Linked DNA regions of Zea mays: region 1 is linked to region 2. The links are chromatin contacts, called in public Hi-C maps. All regions are on one chromosome and are shown on one strand. Each heading gives the region's core, a stretch centred on a gene start, on an enhancer-like site or on the middle of the called end of the contact. The rest is flanking DNA. Distances are from core to core; before and after follow the strand shown.

Region 1 (5,563 bases), core at 848-3,347, 320 kb after region 2:
TTCTAAGAAGAGGAAACTACTCCACGTGCTTCATGATAGCGAAGTAGTGTATGAAGATGAGGAAGGCCCTATTACTCAAGCAGACTTGCAAAAGTGGTTTGTTGATGATTGGGATAAAAGAGCTCCTGTAAAAGTCTCTAACGATGGGTGCACCAATGACTTTTTAATGGTTGGTCTTTCCACAAAGGACATGCCAGTGACCAAAGCCGATTCAATAGATGTTTTATGTGATTATATCATGGCAATAGAAGACGATACGACACTAGAGTAAGTGCTCATTGATTTATCTATTTTATGTATATCAACTACTTAGATTCTTGGTATAGACTTTCGTCATGATACATTACAGGATGACATGGGTGCGAAGTTTCAATCCTTTTAAGATAGAAATCTCTGTCAAAGACCTGCAAAACATATTAACGATAAATCAAGATATGGCTCTAAGATGCTTTGGCATGGCTGTTCGGCTGCTTGCCAATAAAGAGTCACGTAGGCCGAAAGGAGAAATCATAATTAATAGAAAGCATTATATGGACATGCGTTTCTGGGTAAGTTTGTTTCCAATCATTAATGTATTAATATATAGTATCTACATCTAATCCTCATGTGGACATGTATATATACTGTCCAGAGAAGGGTTGGCTTTGATAAACTTCCAAAGTACCATCAGGACCATACAACAGAAGAGTTAGCCAAAACACTCGATTGTTGGCCATCAATGAATTATTATATCACGTGTTGTAGATATGTAAGTATGTGTTCATTTCAAATGTATTTATAAAGGACACTTCTTTGCAATCCTAATGACTGATATTTTGCAGGTTCTTATGCCATGGAAATTCAACGGATGTCACGCCCTTTTCGTAATAGATCATGTTAAAAAGCATGTGACTTTTATCGACTTTACACCGACTCAAGATTGGTGTAAACACATGCCATACAAGAGGTTTGCGGAAGCGATTATCATGGCCTCAAAGAAATATAAGATTGCTTACAGCAAGAAACGTTCTGGATGGGCGAAGGATATCTTTAAGTGGGAACATACAATTCAGACTGGTGTTCCAATTGACTTAAGAGAGTATTTTCTTCGTACCACCTTCTAAGCAATTTAATTTTTTTCTATGATAATCATTGTATAAAACATAGTTGCCCAAACATTATATTATAGGTTTAATACCAGCTATCTCGTTCTATAAGCTATGGCCATGTGGGGGAATGACAGACGAATGAAATTTGTTGGGGGTAAGTGTAGTACGTTCATTCTATGTTCAAAACATATATTCCAGCTATCTCTTTTTATAAGATAATATGTTTTGTTCTCTTATGTCTTTATCTGTAGGATGCAAAGATTGTTCGAAGGAACTTTGTGATTGATCTGTTAAGTTATGAGGATAATTCGTGCCGTTATGCCATCCCTGCAAACATACAACAGAGACTTATCGATATCGCTAAAAAGGATTAGCTGATTAGTGTGATATTGATAATGTTTTCCACACGGATTTTGCATATTATAGTGATGTTTGTCGTTCCGTATTAATGTTTCATACAAATCTTTTACTTTCGTCGCAACGCACGGACACATATATATAACATACAACAGAGACATGTAAGTTATCGTATTATAATTCGGTTCCGTTGCAATGCACGAACACCCTACTAGTTTAGTTTAAGATTTAGAACCATACAATGATCATGACTAGCGAAATAACATAACCTTCAATACGTCCTATTGTCTATAGCAATGTATATTATCTTATTAAATCAAAGAATATATATTGGGAAAATGTTTTTATAACAGATATATAGTTGTTACTTGACGTTTTCAATCTATAAAAGTTTTTTATTTACAGTTAAATTAAAATTAAAATATTTCGAACAACTTATATGGACTTCCATCGAGCGAGTAAAGAAGTTCGTGAAACCTTTGTAAAGGATCAAAAGTCCATGGACACTTTTCAAATAAAATTAAATCAAAACGCGATTCCTCAACGATCTTTGATTCTTTGTGCGTGTCGGTTTCGTTGCCGCGGCAGCATTCATCAATGGTCTTTATGCGATTCCGCCCCCAGCTAATCTTCTCCTCACTCTCCCGCTCCACTCCTAAACCCAGAACCCAGCCCGTCGCAACCCTAGCCGCCGCCGCCGCGCGCCGCCGGCACCACACCACTGCCGTCGCCACCCCCATGGCCGCGCCGTCAGAGGACGCGTTGCGGCGCGCGCTCGCGGCTCGCAAGGCCGCCGTGGACGCGCAAGCCGAGGCCGTGCGCGCGCTCAAGGCCGGCGGCGGCGCGTCCAAGGCCGACGTGGACGCTGCGGTCGAGGCGCTGAAGGCACTTAAGGTTGAGGCCGGCGCCGCCGCGCGCAGGTTGCAGCAGGCGGTCGGGGCGGGCGCGGGTGGCGCCGCGAGGGAGGAGCTGCGGCAGGCGGTGGTGAACACGCTGGAGCGGAAGCTGTTCTACATACCTTCCTTCAAGATCTACCGCGGTGTCGCGGGGCTCTACGACTACGGGCCGCCCGGGTGCCGCGTTAAGGCCAACGTGCTTTCCTTCTGGCGTCAGGTGATGCCCGCGATCTGTCTCTGAATGCTTTGGATTTGTTTTCGCCTGTAGTTTCGTCTTAGCTGTTGTGCGTGGTCGCTGCACGTCAGCGATTGTGACATGTGTGGCCTTCATATGCGGAAAAGTTGTTGTTTTATTCGTTAATTGATTGATGTGTATAATTTTGTTTTCCTCTGGGATTTGTATCTATGATCTGGATCATGATAACGATTTTCTGTTAGGACAGGAGTTATACACTGGTCCCTTTTCAAGTTTGTATGCATTGTTCTGTCAGCTGATAACAAAAATGTTTTCCGCTCTTTAGTTGTACATTGACATTTATCTTATCAAAACTGGTCTTATGTCAATTAGTAAGTGCTAATTGGAAAATGTGCCGCGGGGAAAAAAATATAATTTTTATCCTTCTTTGGTGCAGTTTGTGTTGTGACTTACTAGTTTTTTTTGGTCGGAACTGACTACATTTTAGTTATTTCTTGTAGTTGAGATTCATCATGTTGTACTTTTCCTTTGCTAAGATAAGATTACTGATATATTTAATTTCTCTCCAGCACTTTGTTTTGGAAGAGAACATGTTGGAGGTTGACTGCCCCTGTGTGACGCCTGAGGTTGTCTTGAAGGCATCAGGCCATGTTGAGAAGTTTACTGACCTCATGGTTAAAGACGAGAAGACAGGCACATGCTACCGTGCTGACCACTTGTTGAAAGATTTTTGCAAGGAGAAGCTTGAGAAAGACCTTGCCTTGCCCCAAGAGAAGGCTGATGAATTTAAGCGTATTCTTGCTATTTTGGATGACCTCTCAGCAGAGGAACTTGGTGCAAAGATTAAGGAATACGGCATTGTTGCCCCTGATACAAAGAATCCACTTTCTGATCCCTACCCATTCAATCTTATGTTCCAGACATCTATTGGCCCCACTGGTCTTAGCGTGGGGTGAGAATATCTCCATTCTCTCTGTGGTTATGTTCCTTTTGTGTTGATTGGCTAAAAAGGTTCAATTTTGTGTGGCGGAAATAGGTATATGCGACCAGAGACCGCACAGGGTATTTTTGTAAACTTCAAGGATCTGTACTATTACAATGGCCAAAAGCTCCCTTTTGCAGCTGCTCAAATTGGGCAAGCTTTTAGAAATGAGGTTTGTGTTTTTTTGCCACATTTCTAAATGGCTACCCCATTTTACTCAATTATGGCATGATTCAGTCACTGCTTGTTCAGTGCCTCGTACTTTGTTCTTGAAATAATAAATGTTCTACACTAGCTTTGTTTTTGTTAATATGCTTGGAATAATTTATGCATTCTGATAGTTGACAGTACATTTGTTACTTGTTATATAGTTAGCATGCTTCTAAAAAGCAGTTATTGGCTATTCAATAGTTGCTTAGATATTCCTTTTTTTCAAGTACTCACTATGTCTAGAACTTGACAATCAGATCTCGCCACGACAAGGACTTCTCCGAGTCCGTGAATTCACATTGGCAGAGATTGAGCATTTTGTGGACCCAGAGGACAAATCACATCCAAAATTTGTTGATGTTGCTGATTTGGAGTTCCTGATGTTTCCAAGAGAGCTGCAACTCTCTGGGGAGTCAGCCAAGCTAATGAAGCTTGGGGAAGCAGTTTCAAAGGTTAGCAATTGCTGGCAATTTTCTCTCTTTCCAGTTTGATACATTCCTTTTGTTCTTTTGTTTATATATGCTTTTTCTTACCCTGGATAGAATTGTAAACTATTACACTACTGTTATTTACAGGGAACTGTTAATAATGAGACACTTGGTTACTTCATTGGAAGGGTCTATCTTTTCCTGACAAGCTTGGGAATTGATAAGGGCCGGTTGCGCTTCAGGCAGCATCTACCTAATGAGATGGCTCATTATGCTGCTGACTGTTGGGATGCTGAGATAGAGTGCTCGTATGGGTGGATAGAGTGTGTGGGTATTGCTGATAGATCTGCATATGATTTGAAAGCTCACACTGTAAGCTTATTGCATCTTTTTCACTCTAGATAATTTATCAGATACATATTTTTGTCCTTATATTGCTACAGCAGTTGAAACTGCTCATCTCATGTTGTAACTGCACTTGGTAAATGAATTTTGTATGTTGTCCTCTGTTTGGTGTGCAAATATGCTACTAATATTGCCGTGATTCTCTGCTTACTATCTCACAGGACAAAAGCGGTGTCCCACTTGTTGCTCATGAAAAATTCTCCAAGCCTAGAGAGGTTGAGGTGAGATGTCATATCTACTCTTCCAGTTTCTTCAGTAGTTATATGTTAGTTTTCATGTTAAATACATGACAGTGTTTGCTTACCCATTGAAGTACACGGTTCAAGTTCAAATAAATATTACAAAAAAGTATGGTCCAAGTTCACTACCGTTCTGAGTGCCCTATTACATAGATTTTCCCTTTATCCTTCAAATTGAAATTGTTATTTATGGCATTAACATGTGCTTATATGTTTGGTGATATTTATCATTGCAGAAACTTGTCATAGTTCCCTCGAAGAAAGACCTGGGGCTGGCTTTTAAGGGCAACCAAAAGATGGTCCTGGAAGCATTGGAGGTAACAAGTATTGTCATTGTCCTTGTTTTATGTGTCTGCTATCTTTTCTGATGTTTCCTTTCCCTGAATAAACTAATTTATTCTGTTGCTATCACCATATGGCAGGCTATGAGTGAGAAGGAAGCATTTGAGATGAAAGCTGAACTAGAGACCAAGGGGGAGACAAATTTTAAAGTCTGCACACTTGGAAAAGACGTGGTGATTACAAAGAAGATGGTATCAATCAGCATGGAGAAGAAGCTGGAACACCAGCGAGTCTTCACCCCTTCGGTCGTCGAGCCGTCATTCGGCATAGGACGGATCATCTACTGCTTGTTTGAGCACTCGTTTTACACAAGGCCTAGCAAATCAGAAGAGGAACAGCTGAATGTCTTCCGGTTCCCTCCTCTTGTGGCCCCTATCAAGTGCACCGTGTTCCCCCTTGTTAAGAATCAAGAGTTTGACG
Region 2 (5,467 bases), core at 449-2,948:
CTCTTCTCAACTTGCGTCCCTCCTCTCGTCTCGTGTGGTTGATGGTGCTACCATCGCACCTGGTGCAATCTCATTATCACCACGCTTCCGCTGATGATTTTCTCCAGGTAACTCCAGCACCTCTTCCCGCACCTTCTTGGTTTTGATAGGGTTTATTTCCTCTATTCCCACACCTTCTTGGACGATGACGAACACGAGCTAGAAGGAGGTGGTGGGGTGGGTTTGGCATCAATGACAGAGGGAGCGGGGACGCATGTGGAGGTGGCTTAGGGCGGGCATAGGTGATGGTTCTAGAGAATAGATGGGGTGGACGAAGGTGGTGGATGGATTATGGAGGGTGGGAGGCATCATCTTTGTGGTGCTAGACCAAAACAGAGGTTGTGGAGGCCTTATCGTCGTTGTCTGCCAAAGATGACAGTTGGAGGTTGCCGAGCATGATTAAATTTTATTTTTCTAGATAATGGGTTCTTGGGAGGAACGCGTTATGCAATTTTTGCTGGAGGAGGAAGAAGACAATGATGGACTATTCTATGTTATTCTCCGTGCTATAATCGCATACTTCTTAGAAGACAAAAAGGTCCATCGACACATCCTCCCTCGTCAGTGCTAAAAAGGTTAAAGAAATCCTTGAAGGGCATGAGAGCTAGTACAAATATGAGTTCATAATGGAGCCAAAAGCCCAAAACTATTTAAAGCCACGTAAAAAATTTTCTTAGAAGAGGGAATTTACTACGTGACACGTGAGGAGTTACCGTTGAGGAGCAACTTGGGATGTTCATGTATATTATCTCCCACAACGCCAGTAACCAAATGCTACATACGTCTTTTTAACATAGTGGAAGGACTATCCATCGAAAAATATATGGAGTTTTTTTAGATAGTTCGCACACTAACTCAATGATTCGAGAAGCTTCCTAGCTTAGTGCAAACTTATACGGACTGCAACATATTTTATGTTCATGCCCTTTTTCAGGTGAACTGCAACTACAAACATAATTAGCAAATGTTAATTACCACATATCCTCAACATCTTTCCATATTTTCTTTCCTTACATGCATAATTGCCTTGGTACCATTGATGGCACGCATGTGCCCATCACTATTAGCAAGAATCCCCCATATAGAAATATGAAAGGAACTCTTTCACACAATGTTACGGTAGTCTGTGACTTTGATCTTAATTTCACATTTGTTTCATGTGGATGGAAGGGTCAACATCAGATGCAGGGTGCTTCGATATGCTATTAGCAAAGGATTTAGTGTGCTAGAAGGAAAGTTTTATGTGGTAGTGGATATGCAAATATAACATCGTACATTGCACCGTATAGAAGCATATGGTGGGTACGGAGGCGACGAGGTCAGGTTTTATGGGTCCTTCGTTGTCTGTGTCATGCCTCCTCGCAAGTCCTGATCTCGGTTGCTTTGGACTGATTCGTGAAAAATGGCAGAGATGTAAGACTTGGACCGTAGGTTAATTAAAAATATAAGGTGGGTTTTGCAAAAATGACGACTGTTGGACCGTAAAACGGGTAATTTATATGGCAGACAAGAAAAGATGTGCCATTCCACAAGTTTGGCCATCTGCCCATCTATACTCGAGCGTGAGGACTGAGGACAAAAGCACCGCTCCCACTTACACATGGGCCCCGCCAATTATGAACATACAGACTTCCCCGCTTTCCCATCCCTGCGGCCCTTATCCCCAGCCCAAAATGGACGCCACCACCGCCGTGGCTGCGAGGCGCCTCCTCCTCCTCCCGCTCCGCGCCCAGCCGCCAGCACCGCGGGGCGCAGCGCCGGCCACGGCGAACCCCTGGTGTCGATCCGTTCCGCGGAGACGACGAGTCCGTGCCGCCCCGGCGCGCGCGTCGCTGGACCGCGCCGCGGTCCTCCTCGACACCGCGGCCGCGGTGGCCAACGGCGGGACAGGTTACTCGCAGGCGAGCTACTACACGTCTCTGGGACTCTTCGTTCTCTCCGTTCCGGGGCTGTGGTCCCTCATCAAGCGCTCCGTCAAGTCCAAGGTCCCGGACCCATCCCTGCGCCCCCTCTCCCTTCTTCCGTCCCGTCGTCCTTGTTGTCGGCTGCTTGCTTCCATCTTTGCTCTCTCCTGCACGCGCGCTCGTACGTTGCTGCTCCGGTCCCAGCGAGCACACGTGCACGCACGAGTGCCGTGTGAGCAGGGCGCGCACCGCACGCGCGCCTGGGTGCGCTGTGTTCGTGCCACACTTGCTCGTCCGCGTACAGTAATTCGGAGTAGATGCACCTGTGCCCGTGCCTACAGAATCGGGTAATTCTGGCTCCTGGATGAGCTGTCCCAATGAGCGTACACACGGGTTTGAGAGCTTCTGTGATTAGCTTTGAAGCAGGTTTCGTTCTTCCTTCTTTTCGAGAAGAGACGGGTAGTGCACTAGCTAGTGCTGTGTGATGTGGGTGGGTAGTGGAGTGGACTTGCGGTGTCGGCAAAAGATGATACCCTTCTTTTCTTATTCGATTTGCATGGTCCATGATGCCACCACCACGTCTGGTAGGGACTGCACTGCATTGGGTAATTAAATTAATTTTATTAGTCGTCCTCTTGATGCAAAAGTTGTTTTTTTTAATCACAGCACATCAGTCTCATAGTGAGTAGACTATTCAGAGGTCCGTTTATGTGGGTTTCTTGAACCTATTTTTAAATCTTGGCCAAATTCAGCAGCACTGTTTGTCATGTATGAATGCCAAATCTGTGGATGCAGATTGTGCAAAAGACATTTGTCAAAGACGAAGGGCAGTCGATGGCGCCAAATCAGGTGGCTGGAGAGATCCTGTCGTTCTTCACTCGCAATAACTTCACCGTCTCAGACCGCGGGGAGGTCATCACGTAAGTTGCGTGCTAGCTGTAGCTGGCTTCGTGTGTCCTGCAGCGAGGCTACATATGCTTTCTTCTCTTCAAAAACAAAACTCTACTTAGCTTAGCTTTAGCTATGTTGTTTGCTTCCTGATTCTACTGCCAAGCTAACACTCTTAAGTTCCGCATCAACCCCCATATATTGCACACACAGTAATTGGGTGTTATCCAAACACCCAAATCTGTTTTCATCGTGATAGGACTTGTATTTTAAATGCCGTTTATTGTCTGATCTATTGATTAGTAGCTGTACGGTAGTAGTGTAGCCACTTAGCACAAGCTCATGAATTTTTCTTCCACATGGGATGGGAATACCTTGTACCCTGAGCTGAGGTATATCGTGCTTCTGAACCAGATTCGAGGGCACAATGATACCAAACAGAGGCCAGGCGGCGCTGCTAACCTTCTGCACCTGCATTAGCCTCGGGAGTGTCGGGCTTGTTCTATCAATCGCTGTCCCAGAAGGTGGCAACAACTGGTTCTGGCTCATGACCCTGAGCCCCTTGGCGTATGTCTCTCTGCTACTCAACTCCCAGCAATTCAGAATGAATTCTTCCAGTACAAATGCAGTAACTGACCCTTCATGATGAGGTCCCAGGGGAGCGTACTACTGGACGAAAGCGTCAAGGAAAGAAGAGATCAAGGTCAAGATGATCCTATCCGATGACGGGAACGTGTCCGAGATCCTTGTGCAGGGCGATGACGTCCAGGTTGAGCAGATGAGGAAGGACCTCAAGTTCAGCGAGAAGGGGATGGTCTATGTGAAGGGCATCTTTGAGACATGACTGGGAGTTTCATACTCTATCTGTGAGTGAACAATCGAGTGGAGACGAGTCTTTGCTGCAACGGAAACTGCGTAAGCGTAACCCAGGTGAGGAAATGCAAATTGGACGGGCAAATCTGTACCTTGGCTTAAAGGAAAAAAAGAAGTGATCTTCATACGGGATTTGATTATTGTAAGTGTTGCCCGTATGAGGATAGTTAATGTATGAACTCAAACTAATGACTTTATAAAAAGCTGATGAGAAACACCTTTTTGAGCATGAAAATACTAAAACCTTTTTAGGAGAGAAAGAAGTAACTGGAAGTCTGACCACTGCACATTGGAGTTCCAATTGGACACCAGCCGATCACTCAAGGGGTCTGCGGCGAGCGGACGACGAGTTCGCGGTTGGCGGACGGACGCTGCACCGTCACAGGCAACACAACTAAGATGGGATCGGCAGTGGTGGACTTCCCTAGGGGCGAGCTGCGGCAACGACCTCCTTAGGGCGTGAGCGACGACGTGTTTTTATGCTACCCTGTATACATATTTATGCCAACGTCAATAGATGTTTACGACATATATTTCAGTCAATGGTTACCCTTACATCTATTGTCTGTTTATGATATTTCTATTCACATTTTATGCAAACGTTTATAGATTTGTATGTATTATCTCGTTACCTAGCCCATTGTGTATATGGGGTTTCTAACATTTACATTAGCTCGGTATTTATGATCAAAACTGAGAGGTTTTACACTCAAAACTGAAGGTTTTTACGATCGAACATGGAGATGCGTCCAAACAGTGACTCGCATGCCAATTTTTAAGTAGTGTACCGTAATGCAGAAATACATTCACCGTGCAGCATAATTAATATTAGTATATATCATAAACTGTTTGTAACGAGTATAGCTGCATGACTATTGTAGAGATCCTATTTTTATGGACGAAATAAAACATTTAAATCAGATTTTTTGTTTTCATGCATGCCAATCCATTTTCTTTCAACGCACATTCTTACTATCCTAAATTTATGCGCATGCAGCAGGAAACAAAATATTTTTAGCGGTGTACCACACTACATAAATATCTAAACCATGTAGCATAATTAGTATCAGTATATGTCATAATCTAGTTCCAACGAGCCTAGCTACATGGCTGTTGAAGATATCCTATTTTATGGACAAAATTAACCATTTAAATCAGATTTTTTGGTTTCTATGCATGCCAATTTATTTTCTTTTAACATATTTTTTATCATCCTAATTTTGTGCGCATGCAGCAGAAAACTGATTTTTACGCGGTGTACCATACTGCATAAATATCTACACCGTGTAGCATAATTAGTATCAGTATATATCATAAACTGGTTCTAACGAGCCTAGCTGCATGACTGTTTGTAGATATCATATATTTATGAGAGAAATAAAGCATTTAAATCAGATTTTTTGTTTTCATGCATGTCAATTCATTCTCTCAACGCACATTCTTGACATCCTACATTTGTGCACATGCTGCAGAAAACTAATTTTTTATGCGGCGTACCGTATTGCATAAATACATACATTATGTAGACTAATTAGTATCAGTATAATTATAAAATGTTTCTAACTAGACTAGCTGTATGGCTGTTATAGAGATCATATATTTATGAACAGAATAAATTATTAAAATCAGAATTTTTTTGTTTCTATGTATGAAAATTTATCTCCTAAATTTGTGCGCATACCTTTCAATTTTGTTGTGCATGCAGGGATAGGCGCGGGGGTGGAGGCTGTCAGGCTGGTCTGGTCGGGTGATGTAGGGGGTGA

The links. Hi-C and Micro-C count contacts between places; a contact is called where the count stands out from the background.
Region 1: a contact with region 2 is called in a Hi-C map of ear, with 2.4 times the contacts expected there. The contact joins the promoter of LOC100383520 here to the promoter of LOC100278550 in region 2. A contact is called at or near these places in 3 of 25 Hi-C or Micro-C datasets (bundle sheath, ear and tassel).

Annotation. Positions count from the first base shown.
Region 1 is chr4:199,299,298-199,304,860 of Zm-B73-REFERENCE-NAM-5.0, forward strand. It overlaps LOC100383520 (Glycine--tRNA ligase mitochondrial 1), which reads left to right and starts at 2,098. Exons shown (of 9, transcript NM_001176168.1): 1 at 2,098-2,558; 2 at 3,107-3,489; 3 at 3,574-3,691; 4 at 3,987-4,181; 5 at 4,305-4,529; 6 at 4,724-4,783; 7 at 5,038-5,118; 8 at 5,224-5,563. The coding sequence starts at 2,184.
Region 2 is chr4:198,983,843-198,989,309 of Zm-B73-REFERENCE-NAM-5.0, forward strand. It overlaps LOC100278550, which reads left to right and starts at 1,699. Exons shown (of 4, transcript NM_001371713.1): 1 at 1,699-2,024; 2 at 2,739-2,863; 3 at 3,246-3,398; 4 at 3,489-3,934. The coding sequence starts at 1,713. The coding sequence ends at 3,675.